Linked DNA regions of Hordeum vulgare: regions 1 and 3 are each linked to region 2. A link is a contact called in public Hi-C data. All regions are on one chromosome and are shown on one strand. Each heading gives the region's core, a stretch centred on a gene start, on an enhancer-like site or on the middle of the called end of the contact. The rest is flanking DNA. Distances are from core to core; before and after follow the strand shown.

Region 1 (3,964 bases), core at 961-3,460, 440 kb after region 2:
TGGAAACTCTTTCCACCTTGTGTTTTTTCCTTCTCAAACCTTATGGGCCTTAGTGGGAACTTATTCCAGCCCACTAGGGGCTGGTTTATCTCTTCCCATAGCCCATGAGACCCCTTGGGGCGTGACACCCCTCCCGATGGTCCCCGGCACCCCTCCCGGCACTCCCGGTACACTACCGATGAGCCCGAAACTTTTCCGGTAATGCCCGGAAACTTTCCGGTAACCAAATGAGGTCATCCTATATATCAATCTTCGTCTCCGGACCATTCCGGAAACCCTCGTGACGTCCGTGATCCCATCCGGGACTCCGAACAACATTCGGTAACCAACCATATAACTCAAATACGCATAAAACATCGTCGAACCTTAAGTGTGCAGACCCTGCGGGTTCGAGAACTATGTAGACATGACCCGAGAGACTCCTCGGTCAATATCCAATAGCGGGACCTGGATGCCCATATTGGATCCTACATATTCTACGAAGATCTTATCGTTTGAACCTCAGTGCCAAGGATTCGTATAATCCCGTATGTCATTCCCTTTGTCCTTCGGTATGTTACTTGCCCGAGATTCGATCGTCAGTATCCGTATACCTATTTCAACCTCGTTTACCGGCAAGTCTCTTTACTCGTTCCGTAATACAAGATCCCGCAACTTACACTAAGTTACATTGCTTGCAAGGCTTATGTGTGATGTTGTATTACCGAGTGGGCCCCGAGATACCTCTCCGTCACACGGAGTGACAAATCCCAGTCTTGATCCATACTAACTCAACTAACACCTTCGGAGATACCTGTAGAGCATCTTTATAGTCACCCAGTTACGTTGCGACGTTTGATACACACAAAGCATTCCTCCGGTGTCAGTGAGTTATATGATCTCATGGTCATAGGAATAAATACTTGACACGCAGAAAACAGTAGCAACAAAATGACACGATCAACATGCTACGTCTATTAGTTTGGGTCTAGTCCATCACATGATTCTCCTAATGATGTGATCCCGTTATCAAGTGACAACACTTGCCTATGGCCAGGAAACCTTGACCATCTTTGATCAACGAGCTAGTCAACTAGAGGCTTACTAGGGACAGTGTTTTGTCTATGTATCCACACAAGTATTGTGTTTCCAATCAATACAATTATAGCATGGATAATAAACGATTATCATGAACTAAGAAATATAATAATAACTAATTTATTATTGCCTCTAGGGCATATTTCCAACATATACATCCGTATGTAGCCACCTAGTGGAACCTATTAAAAGATTTATATTTAGGAAAGGAGAGGTACTTCGTATTTAGGAATGAAGCGAGTACTACCAAGTAGAGTTTTATTTGGTATAGTACATCGTTTTTAAATAAAATACTCCCTCCGTTCCTTAATATAAGTCTTTTAAGAGATTTTACTAGAGGACTACATACAAAGCAAAATAAGTGAATATATACGTTAAAATACGTCTATATACATCTGTATGTAGTTCTCTAGTGAAACCTCTAGAATGACTTATATTTAGGAACGGAAGGAGTAATTAAAATGAGATTCAATGCGGTTCTGTTTTGCTTGGGAATCGTTTTCCACCCGCGTGCCGGCCGAACCGACGCGCCGGTCGCCCCCTGGCGCGTGTGGGCCCTTGTAACATTTTTGCCATCCGCGCGCTTCTACGGTCAATGGATGCAACATTTTTCGTCTAAATATGTTGCAACTTGCGGCATTTTTGCTGCAAGCGTTTTTTACTATATTTTGTCTCAGTAAAAAAGCTGCATATACGTTTGGTTGCAACTCTAGTTCGTCGGATTTTTTGTTACAATCGATGTTTTTTACTTTTTGCTACAACCATGTTAATTTTTGCTACAACCGGCATCATGTTTTGCTGCAACCGTTCACTAAAAAGTTGCATACACGTCACGTAAATTTTTATTACAACCGGCGTTTGACTTTTGCTATCACGTACCATCAGCTTGTTTTTTTGCTACGATCATGTAGATATTTTTTTTGCTACAAATTTTATTTTTTTGCAACCGTTAAAAAAATTTGTTGCATGACATCAAAATTTTACTGCATAGGGACGAAAATGTTACATACGGATCCAACGATGCGGACGAAGCCCAAAATCTGGGCCGGCGCGCCGGCGCAGATCACCCCTTTTGCTTTTGCTTGCGTGCACGGTAACCCCAGCTCGCAGTTCGCACCCGCCACGACGGGGCCACGTGAGCGTGTCCTCCCGTGTCCCAACCCAACCACGCGGTAACCCCACCGCAACAAACCGCCGGAACCTTCGTCCTCGCCGCACCCCCATCCCCACGCCCTCCACTCTCCGGCACCCGCGCGCTCGCCCCGCCGTAACCCTTGCCATGATGTCTTCCTCGCCGCCCGCCGGCGCCGCCGACGGCGACGGCGACATGGAGACGCTGCCCCTCGCCGCCGCCTCCGACTACGCCTCCGTGGCCTCCACCTTCGACCCCCTCCTCTCCACCTCCTCGCCCCCCTCCCCTCCCACCCCCGCCGCCTTCCCCCTCTCCCGCGCCTCCTCCTCCTTCGTCGACCCTCCCTCCTACGCCGACGTCGCCGCCTCCTCCCCGCGCTCCGCCTCCGCCTCCTCCTCCGCCTCCCCGAGATCCGCGCGCGCCGCCACGTCCGAGTACTCCTACATCGCCGTCTCCGACCCGGAGACCGAGGCCGAGGCCGCCGCCACCTCCCTCGTCCCCGGATCCGGCCCCACCTACATCTCCTACCTCGTCACCAGCGCCCGTCGCGGCGACCACCGCCGCCACTCCGTCCGCCGCCGCTTCCGCGACTTCGTCACCCTCGCCGACCGCCTCGCGGAGTCTTTCCGCGGCAACTTCGTGCCCCCCCGCCCAGACAAGAACACCGTCGAGAGCCAGGTCATGCAGCGCGACGAGTTCGTGGCCCAGCGCCGCGCAGCTCTTGAGAGGTACCTGTGGCGTCTCGCCGAGCACCCCGCGATCGGGGCCAGCGACGAGCTGCGCGTGTTCCTGCAGGCCGAGGGCAAGATGCCGCTGCCGAGCAGCACTGACGTTGCCTCGCGCATGCTCGATGGCGCAGCGCGGCTGCCAAGGCAGCTGCTTGGGGAGGAGGCGGTGGCCCCGCCACAGGACGTGGTTCAGCCGGCCAAGGGCGGGAGGGACCTGCTGCGGATATTTAAGGAGCTGAAGCAGTCGATGGTGACCGACTGGGGTGGCGTGAGGCCACCACTGGTGGAGGAGGACAAGGAGTTCCTGCAGAAGAAGCAGAAGATGCAGGATTGGGAGCAGCAGCTCAGTAGCGCATCGCAGCAGGTAATTTTCCGGACATCTTTCTTAATATATAAGCACGCTGCTGAACTGCATGGTCTCGATCATACACCACCAACACATTACTACAAGTCATTGTACATTTTGAAGACAAAAGTTACAATCTTACGACGCAATGATCATATGCTTGCAACATCGTTCCTGCAAGTAATATTTCTCTTGTGCTAAGAGGGTACTACACCTTAAACTGGTATCATCATTGGTCACTTTATCAAGAATCATAATGCCTTGTACCACTAAGAGCATCTGAAATGGTGTGTATCCAGTTTTATTTAAGGGAGGTAGAATGTGCAGGTCATCTAATGGAACGACCTCTCCAATAAGGTTTTATACTTAGGTTGTTTCTTAATTCTTCAGTTTCTCAATCTGTTTGTCATCGGGATTGGGAGATATTACGTACACGAAGATAGGTACAAAAATCCTCTACTTTGACATGTACTCCCTCCGTTCCTGAATATAAGTCTTTTTAAAGTTCCTACTAGGAGACCACATACGGATGTATATAGACATGCTTTAGAGTGTAGATTCACTCATTTTGCTCCGTATGTAGTCTTCTAGTAAAATCTCTATGAAGACTTATATTTAGGAACGGAGGGAGTAGTTGTTTGCTCAGTATCGTGTATCTCATGCGAGATAGAAGCTACCTCA
Region 2 (3,836 bases), core at 314-2,813:
TTCCAAGCTTTGTGTGATGAATGAACGAATGGACGACGATGGATACGACGACACGGCCGCTACGTCGACCGGCCCATGTGATTGAAAACTGTATATTTTTGGCAGGTTACTGTGCTCAGATATGGGCACAGTCACAGCATCGTTCTACTCATAGTCTTCGTGCATATGATTACGTGTCACGTCACCATATACATATCCTCTCCCGCCCATGCCTCAGCGTTTATCCTGTTATTATTATTATTTATTTATTTTATTTGGCGCTCCACTATCCTTGCGATTCGAACGAACACATGCACTGCCAAGCCACGACGCCTACATCACCGTACTTTCGGTGCAAAGAAGATGCGCGGTTTCTCATTTTTGAATACGGCGGGGCCGACGGGGGAAACAAAATGGAGACACGCCGTGCATGACGACGACCATGAATGCAGTGTCAGCGGCGACACAGGTGTTTTGGATCGGTGTCGGGCGCTGGCCTACCAAACTGACCATACATGCAGTGTCAGCGGCGATGCAGGTGTTTTGGATCGGTGTCGGAGGCTGGCCTGCCAAATTGGCCGTGCCCCGTTTGATCTGTCTTTTTTTTTTTCTTGAAAGATTCGGGTTTATTAGCTTCATTGAATTAGGAGAAAGCAAGCGGAATCGAGCGATCGTGGCCACGAAGAGCGTGCTACACGGAGGAAAACAGAAAAACGAAAGGAAAAAAATAAGACTGGAGCGACAATTTATCTTGCGACATCTTCTCCAAAAGGGGCTCTAAACAGCATGCGCCCGCCAGCCTCCACTGCTCCAGATCACCGCTGATGGCACGCAGGATGTCCTCAATCCGTGGCAACTTATCCCTGAAGATGCAGGCATTTGGTTCCTTCCAGATCTCCTAGGCGATCATCAATAACATCGATTTAGACGACCGCTTGAATCCAGTCGGTGTGAGGCCGATCATTTGCCGGCAGTGCTTGAGGGAGACGTGGCGCACCCACTACAGGAATCAGGCATTTTTGCCGTCAAGACATTACAGATGACAAATTTTTTGCCGTCAGCCCATGACGATAAACAATGTCGTCAGACTATGTGCCCGCGAAGCGTATTTTTGCTATCAGCATTTGTTCGGAAAGACGACAAATTTTTTGCCGTTAGTACAAACGCTTTGACGTCATCTATTATAAGACAGACGGCAAAAAAAAAAGCACAGTGATCTAACGGACGGCGTCAATTGTTTGCCATCAGCCGGACCAAAATGCCAGATGGCAAAAAGTTTTTGCCGTCAACAAAAATGATAGACGAAAAAAATGCACTTTACAAAAAATGGTAAACCAACAATGTACACGTAGGCCAAAATCTAAAAACATAAATTTGTTTGAACTGCCAATATCTTCTACGAAAAAGGCACAAAAAGCCTGGAAACTACTCCCTCCGTTCCTAAATATAAGTTTTTTAAGCGATTTCACTAAGGATCTACATACGAAGCAAAATGATTGAATCTATACTCTAAAGTATGTCTATATACATCCGTATGTAGTCCTTTTAGTGAAAGCTCTTAAAAGACTTATATTTAGGAATAGTCAACCAGTGCATGCAAATTTACACAAAGAACCTGCATTAGAACAAGTACTAAAGCAGTCTTAGCATATTACATAAAGCACCCTGGAACTACAAATAAAAAAGCAATCCGATCCCTGGTCTTCTTCTCCACTCAATCGTCACGGTTCTAGGTTCCGCGTGGAGCTGCTCGGGTGACGGGGGAGGGCAGAGGCCGGGGTCGCCATGGCCGGCCGCGTGCAACTGCTGGAACGATGGGGAGGGCGGGGCCGACAGCGCCATGGCCGGCCGCGTGCAACTGCTGGAACGATGGGGAGGGCGGGGCCGACAGCGCCATGGCCGGCCGCCTGCAGCTACTTGCGCGACGAAGTGGACGCGGCATGTGGCGCCATGGCCGGCAGCGTGTGGCTGCTCGAGCGATGTAGTGGGACGGGGCCGACAGTGCCATGGCCGGCCGCCTGCGGCTGCTCGCTCGATGGGGTGGGACGGGTCCTGCGGCGCCATGGCCGGCCGCTTGCGGCTGCTCGATCTACGGGGAGAGCAGGGGCTGGTGGCGCCATGGCCGGCCGCATGTGGCTTCTCGAGCGACGGGGAAGGCTGGGGCAGGCGGAGCCATGGCCGGCCACCTACGGCTGCTTGGGACGGGGGACTGCGAGCCGAGGCAGGGCCAGTGGTGGAGGGGTGGGATGTTAGCAGGATAAGGGGGAGAGAGAGTAGTGGGGACGGGTATGGGGTGGGTGGGGTCGGTCGTGTGGGGCATGGGCGGGACAGACGGCATGCGTTTTCGGGATCCGCGAGATGTGTTTTTTCTTTGCCGTCTACAGATATTTTTACAGTCGGCAAAATATATTTGCTGTCATCAGTTTTCCTTAGAGACGGCAAAAAAAGTGATTTTTGCCGTCTTTCATTGTTTTACAGACGGCAAAATATGTCTTTGTCGTCTGCATTTTATTTACAGACGGCAAAATATGTCTTTGTCGTCTGCATTTTATTTACAGACGGCAAAATATGTCTTTGTCGTCTGCATTTTATTTACAGACGGCAAAATATGTCTTTGCCATTTGTTATTTTTTACCGTCAGCAACTGACGGCAAAGACCACTTTTACCGTTTGTATCGATGAAAAGCTGACGACAAAGATCTTCATAGACGACAAATTACGTGATTCCTGTAATGACCTCTTGTTTTTCCTTTATGGCCGGAGAGCCGACCTAGGTGGGCGCCTTCTACCATATAAAAAAGGAGAAGGTGCAGTCCCATAGGAGGTGCATTGAGCTCTCCAAATTTCTGACACAGAGGAAAAAGAAAAGAAAAAGGAAAGTGTGCACACCTTCCACGTGAAGCAGACACTTCAGAGTTCAGAATGCAGCGCCACTGTGCTCTTTTTTGAATCAGACGGTGATTTCAGAATTGACTCAGAGCACAACTCATGTGCTTCCAAGCCTTAGGTGCTCCCGTGATACGTGCTCTCATGAAAGGAAGTAGGTTTTGGAGATGTGCGCAATTACATGACTTTTGGGGGTCCCAACTTTGGGCGAGCTTCTCCGGTGACCGTTGGATCTTAGATCCAGTGACCAAGTTTGCGTTGGAGCGCTTGAGCTTAGGTGTTCCCGTGGTGTCTGGTATTTTTCCCATTCACTTAGTGATCCATTTTTGGATGTATTTGTTGCCTCTTGCTTGCTAGTATACTCTTTGGTGATTCTTGATAAGGACATCTTTTGACTCGGCAATTTGGATTCCGGATAATGTCTCTAACCCGGAGCCACACAATAGGTGAGAAAAATGGAAATGAAACACATTTTTTAAGGTGATCCCAAATCCTCCTTGTCGATTATCAATGTCCTCAATCTTGGGCTCATTCTGACTAAAATTTAACTATGAAATGAAAATGTTAAAAAAAGACACATTTTTCTTACTAACAGGAAATATTTCTTTCTAGAACTTAACAAGAAATCTCATAACAAGGATTTTTCTTCTTACCAACCCAAAATGACTTCATGTTGATATTTTTACTATCTATATGCCTTTTTTAGTTTAATAAGATGCATTAATTCTCACGAATGCATTATCTCTATCATCTTTGCCTTTCCACTAACAAGGCACAAGTGTCTTTGGCAAACGGTCATTAACACTTTGCAAGTCATCAGTGAGGGGTGAAATATTAGATGCTCCCGGAGCTCACATGTCCCCATGCTCCGCGAGCACCCGGGCGGTCACTAATTTGATTTGCATGCAACCACAGGACCCCCGAGGGGTTTCTCTGCAAGTTTGTGGGAGCTCCGGCGATGGCTGAAGTGC
Region 3 (3,933 bases), core at 699-3,198, 260 kb before region 2:
ACAAATAGCCGAAAGGTTGTTTTACCTGCAGTCAAGTTTCAACAAAAATTATCACTCCAGTCAAATATATGTAGCTTCTTTTCTACCAAAAATGATAACTATACCCATCTAAGCATTATAGTTTATAGATAGAAACTTCAGACGATTGATTAAGAAGTTGTCATCTGAATAATCACGATATGCATGGTCGACAATGAGTGGAGTATGAGATTTTCAACGGAACACAAGTATAGATATCCAAGGACCAAGAAACACGCACTACGATCCTAGCATTTGGCAGTTTGGCCCAGTATTCATTAGCGCTCCTCACCTTGACATGCTGATCAATAGCATCACAATCTGTGCTTGGATAAGCATAGCTCAATTAGCTACGTTTGGAAAGTATTCATCTGACCCAATAGAATTTATATTAAACAAAATACCAGCTATTAAGGATAAAAAGGAAGCGTTGCTCTCAAACAAAGTAGAACGATTCAAACTGTTGCAACTAAGTGCCTCTTCCTGGCAGTGGTTCTAGATAAGAGATGTTTCGTACAGTTGCATGCATGTCAAAAATCATGAAAACTAATGCAGTGCATCAAAAAACTCTTGAAATTAAACAATGAGAACCAACTTGATTGTTTCAATAACAAAAGCTAATTTTTGTTACGAAGTGCCTGGAGACAGATAAAGCTAAAAGGGGGCAAAGGCTCTCAGGGAATAATAATATATTTCATTCCAGTGACACATATTTACAGTTGCATTACTTCCTTATTATTGCTGTTTATTTTTCATTTGGCATATCCAATGCAACCTTTTCCCCGTTTTATCTACGAGAGCAAAGAAGACATAAATTTATAGTTTACACACACCGGAGCACAAAGTAGCAACAAGAGAAACTGAAGCGTTGAAATGTGTTCATCTACCCCAGTCTACAAGTTCCAAACACCAAGGCTGACCCAACCGTCCGTTACTTGCAAAAATTAATTCACTAGCGTCATATTACAGCTAACATCACAGCAATTAAGAGGCCCGGTAAGCCACTAGCGAAAGCATACTAAGTTGCCAACATGGCAAGTACTGCAGATTTACTCTGCTATATAAAGCAGCTAAAAGAGATGCGTTATGGCGCCACTTCCGGTTGACCGCAACCTTTCTTCTGGCATACAAGCTACATTAAATTGTGGCTGGTTATCATATAATGAACTAACAGAATACGACAATCGACACATAACGACAACGCTAGCGATCAGCGTATTTACGCGTCAATAAATATGGGACGGAGGAAGTGCAATACATAACAGGACAAGTAGTTTCGACGTACGAGTTGCTTGCAGCAGTAGCTTTAAAACAAGGTTTTGCATTCCCATGGTCCTACAAAACCTAATCTTCAGCCAGGAAACAAACAGGGAAATTATCCCCTCCTTCCTATAAAACGGGAACAACACAGCTGCACCATGGTTTTCCCTGATACACGACGAACGGAGGGGGAACCCCTGAAATCCAAGCACCTCCGAAATTGACAAACAATTGCCGACGCGGGGCATCACCCTAGCCCGCGGGGCAAGCGCCCCTCGGCCTCCGAAGCCACCCGGCCGTCGAATAGCGCGATCCCGTGGCGCGGGACCGCCGAGGCCGCCCGAATTCAGCGGCGGGCACGCCGCCCGGCCACGCGCCGGGCGCCGCGCTAGGGCGGGCCGCATTCCGCCGCGCCCCTAGATCAAACCGCGGGGCCGGACGCCACGCTCCGAACCGAATCGATGGAGAGAGGGATCGGGGGAGAGGGGGGGAGGGGAGCGGAGGGGCTTACCGGAGGCGGCGGCGGGAGGGGCGTAGGGTTTTGGCTGCGGCGGCGGCGGCGGCGGCGAGATCGAGAGGGGCGGGGAGGGATTTGGAGGGTGGGGCGAGTTAGGGTTTGGTTGACGCGGGTGGGGGGAGGGGCGAGGGGGGGAGACGAGGGGCGAGCGAGGGAATGACAGAGGAAGGGAAGGGAAGGGAGGGGAGGGGGTCGATCGGGTGGGGGCTTGCGGCTGGCTTGCGTCGCCTGCCTGTGCTTCTGGGTTGGGTTGGGTTGGGTTGGTTCGGCCTGGTCTCGTTTGTTTCGCCTGTGGCCGTGGCCGTGTGGGTGGGGCTGGCAAGACGCATGCGTCCGTCTCCGCCCGCGCCTGCCGCCACAGCAGCATCCACAGCCGTAGATCTCGGGTCTTCGGGTGGGGAAGAAAATTCGCCAGATGGAAAAATGGATTTGTTCAAGCCCGCTCCATATTAGACCAGCACCGGCCCAAAAGACAAACCGGCCCTCTTAAGCGCTCCATCTTGCTTGGGCTCGATGGATTAGGGAGCGGAACCTATTCAAAGAAAGAGGTCATATTGTCCGAAATCATTAGTTAAAGAGCATCTTTTTTTTAAGGAGCACCTTTTGTAAAGACCACTTTCATTATCTTTGGTTGCGTTAAGTGACCGCACTGGGAGTTTTTACTTTTTTCGTAGATTAGATTATTTAAAATATTTTATCTTTTAAATCATGCGTTTAAATTTTAAATTGTTTTTACCGTTGCATTTCTCGTATCGAGATCTTCAGACTAATCATATGTTGATAGGTTTTGATAAACTTTTTTTTATGAAAAAACCCGAACCGGAAGTACTTTTTTCGTGAGGCATGACACTGCCTCTCATAGAAGCAAATCAGTGCCTCTCATGAAAGAAAAAAATATTTTTTCTTTTTTTTTGAACAAAAGGGGTTTCCCCCTGCCCCATCTTTATTCAAAATGAAGCAACAGGGTCTTACATATCCATCAACCAGCTAGGACGAAATTAAAAGACTACCTAAAACAGATTAGGCGAACCAGGAGTGCAATTTTAGCAAGTACAGCGAAGAGGCAAGCATAGATCTTTTATTACGGACAAAAATAAACTACTAAGCCCCCCTGCTCCCTCCCAGCATCATCTTCATGCGATACGAAGCAATTCCCCACGTCTCTTGTTCAGCAGACTGATGAAGTCCCGCAGCAGAGTTGCTTGAGCATCGGTGAACAAAATCTTCCACTGATTTATATAGATGTCCAACTTTGCAAGAATGCATTTTACACTTCTCCAGGATCGGCCCTCGAAACAAAATTCATTTCTCAGCTTCTAGATGCTCCACAAGGAGGTAGCAACCATCATGTTTATCACAGCATTAGCCTTAGTATTATTCCACAGCAGTATAATATCATCAAAACTCAAAATCTCTGGTTTGCTAAGCGCTGCAGACAGGAAACCCCATAGTTGTGTAGCAACTACGCAATCAAAAAACAGATGTTGCACTGATTCTTTACAGCTACGGAATAGGCAAGTAGCATCTTCCACCAGCCTACGCTTTTCCAGATTATCCCTTGTTAACACCTTGTTATGCACACACAACCAAAGAAAAACGTGAATCTTTTGTGGGCAGATCACTTTCCACAGATTATCTCCAAAGGGAGAAACCACACCCCCAAAATTAATTTGGCTATAAAATGATTTGACTGAGTATATCCCATTTGGCTCTAACTTCCAGATCGGGAGATCAGGACCATTTGATAAAGTTTCTTGGCTTACCACCTCAACAAGGCGGTCCCAGAGAGCTAAGCCTGCCTGATCCACACATCTTCCGAATGCCAATCTCAGTATATTCCCATCCCAGACCTGGGCTACCGTACAGTCAGTTTGATTACAAAGTTCAAATAATTTCCAAAATTGGACTTTCAGGGAACAATCCCCAACCCAAACATCATGCCAGAAATTAATTGATTCTCCATTACCCAGTTTCCATTTATAAAAGACTTTTGCTCTAGCTAAAGCCCATGTGACACTCTTCCAAAAGATTAAGCCACTATTACCCCCACTCCAGAGGATGTTTGAGGAGTTTACCATATATGTGTACTTAATAATTTTCTTCCAGACCCGGTCTGACTCATCCAAATAACGCTTACC

Evidence for each region. A called contact is a pair of places that touch in the nucleus more often than the background predicts.
Region 1: a contact with region 2 is called in a Hi-C map of an unstated tissue, with 6 times the contacts expected there. The contact joins the promoter of LOC123441268 here to the promoter of LOC123441325 in region 2. A contact is called at or near these places in 3 of 6 Hi-C or Micro-C datasets (leaf, seedling and an unstated tissue).
Region 3: a contact with region 2 is called in a Hi-C map of leaf, with 4 times the contacts expected there. The contact joins the promoter of LOC123441336 here to the promoter of LOC123441325 in region 2. A contact is called at or near these places in 2 of 6 Hi-C or Micro-C datasets (leaf and seedling) and 1 of 1 datasets of contacts at active chromatin or transcription factors (embryo).

The regions. Positions count from the first base shown.
Region 1 is chr1H:412,745,157-412,749,120 of MorexV3_pseudomolecules_assembly, reverse strand. LOC123441268 (sorting nexin 2B-like) reads left to right here and starts at 2,210. Exons shown (of 5, transcript XM_045117756.1): 1 at 2,210-3,301. The coding sequence starts at 2,357.
Region 2 is chr1H:413,188,624-413,192,459 of MorexV3_pseudomolecules_assembly, reverse strand. It overlaps LOC123441325, which reads left to right and starts at 1,563. Exons shown (of 2, transcript XM_045117809.1): 1 at 1,563-1,784; 2 at 1,833-2,236. The coding sequence starts at 1,765. The coding sequence ends at 2,232. The region is part of intron 1 of LOC123441308; the gene reads left to right.
Region 3 is chr1H:413,448,654-413,452,586 of MorexV3_pseudomolecules_assembly, reverse strand. It overlaps LOC123441336, which reads right to left and starts at 1,948. Exons shown (of 2, transcript XM_045117819.1): 1 at 1,790-1,948; 2 at 1-25.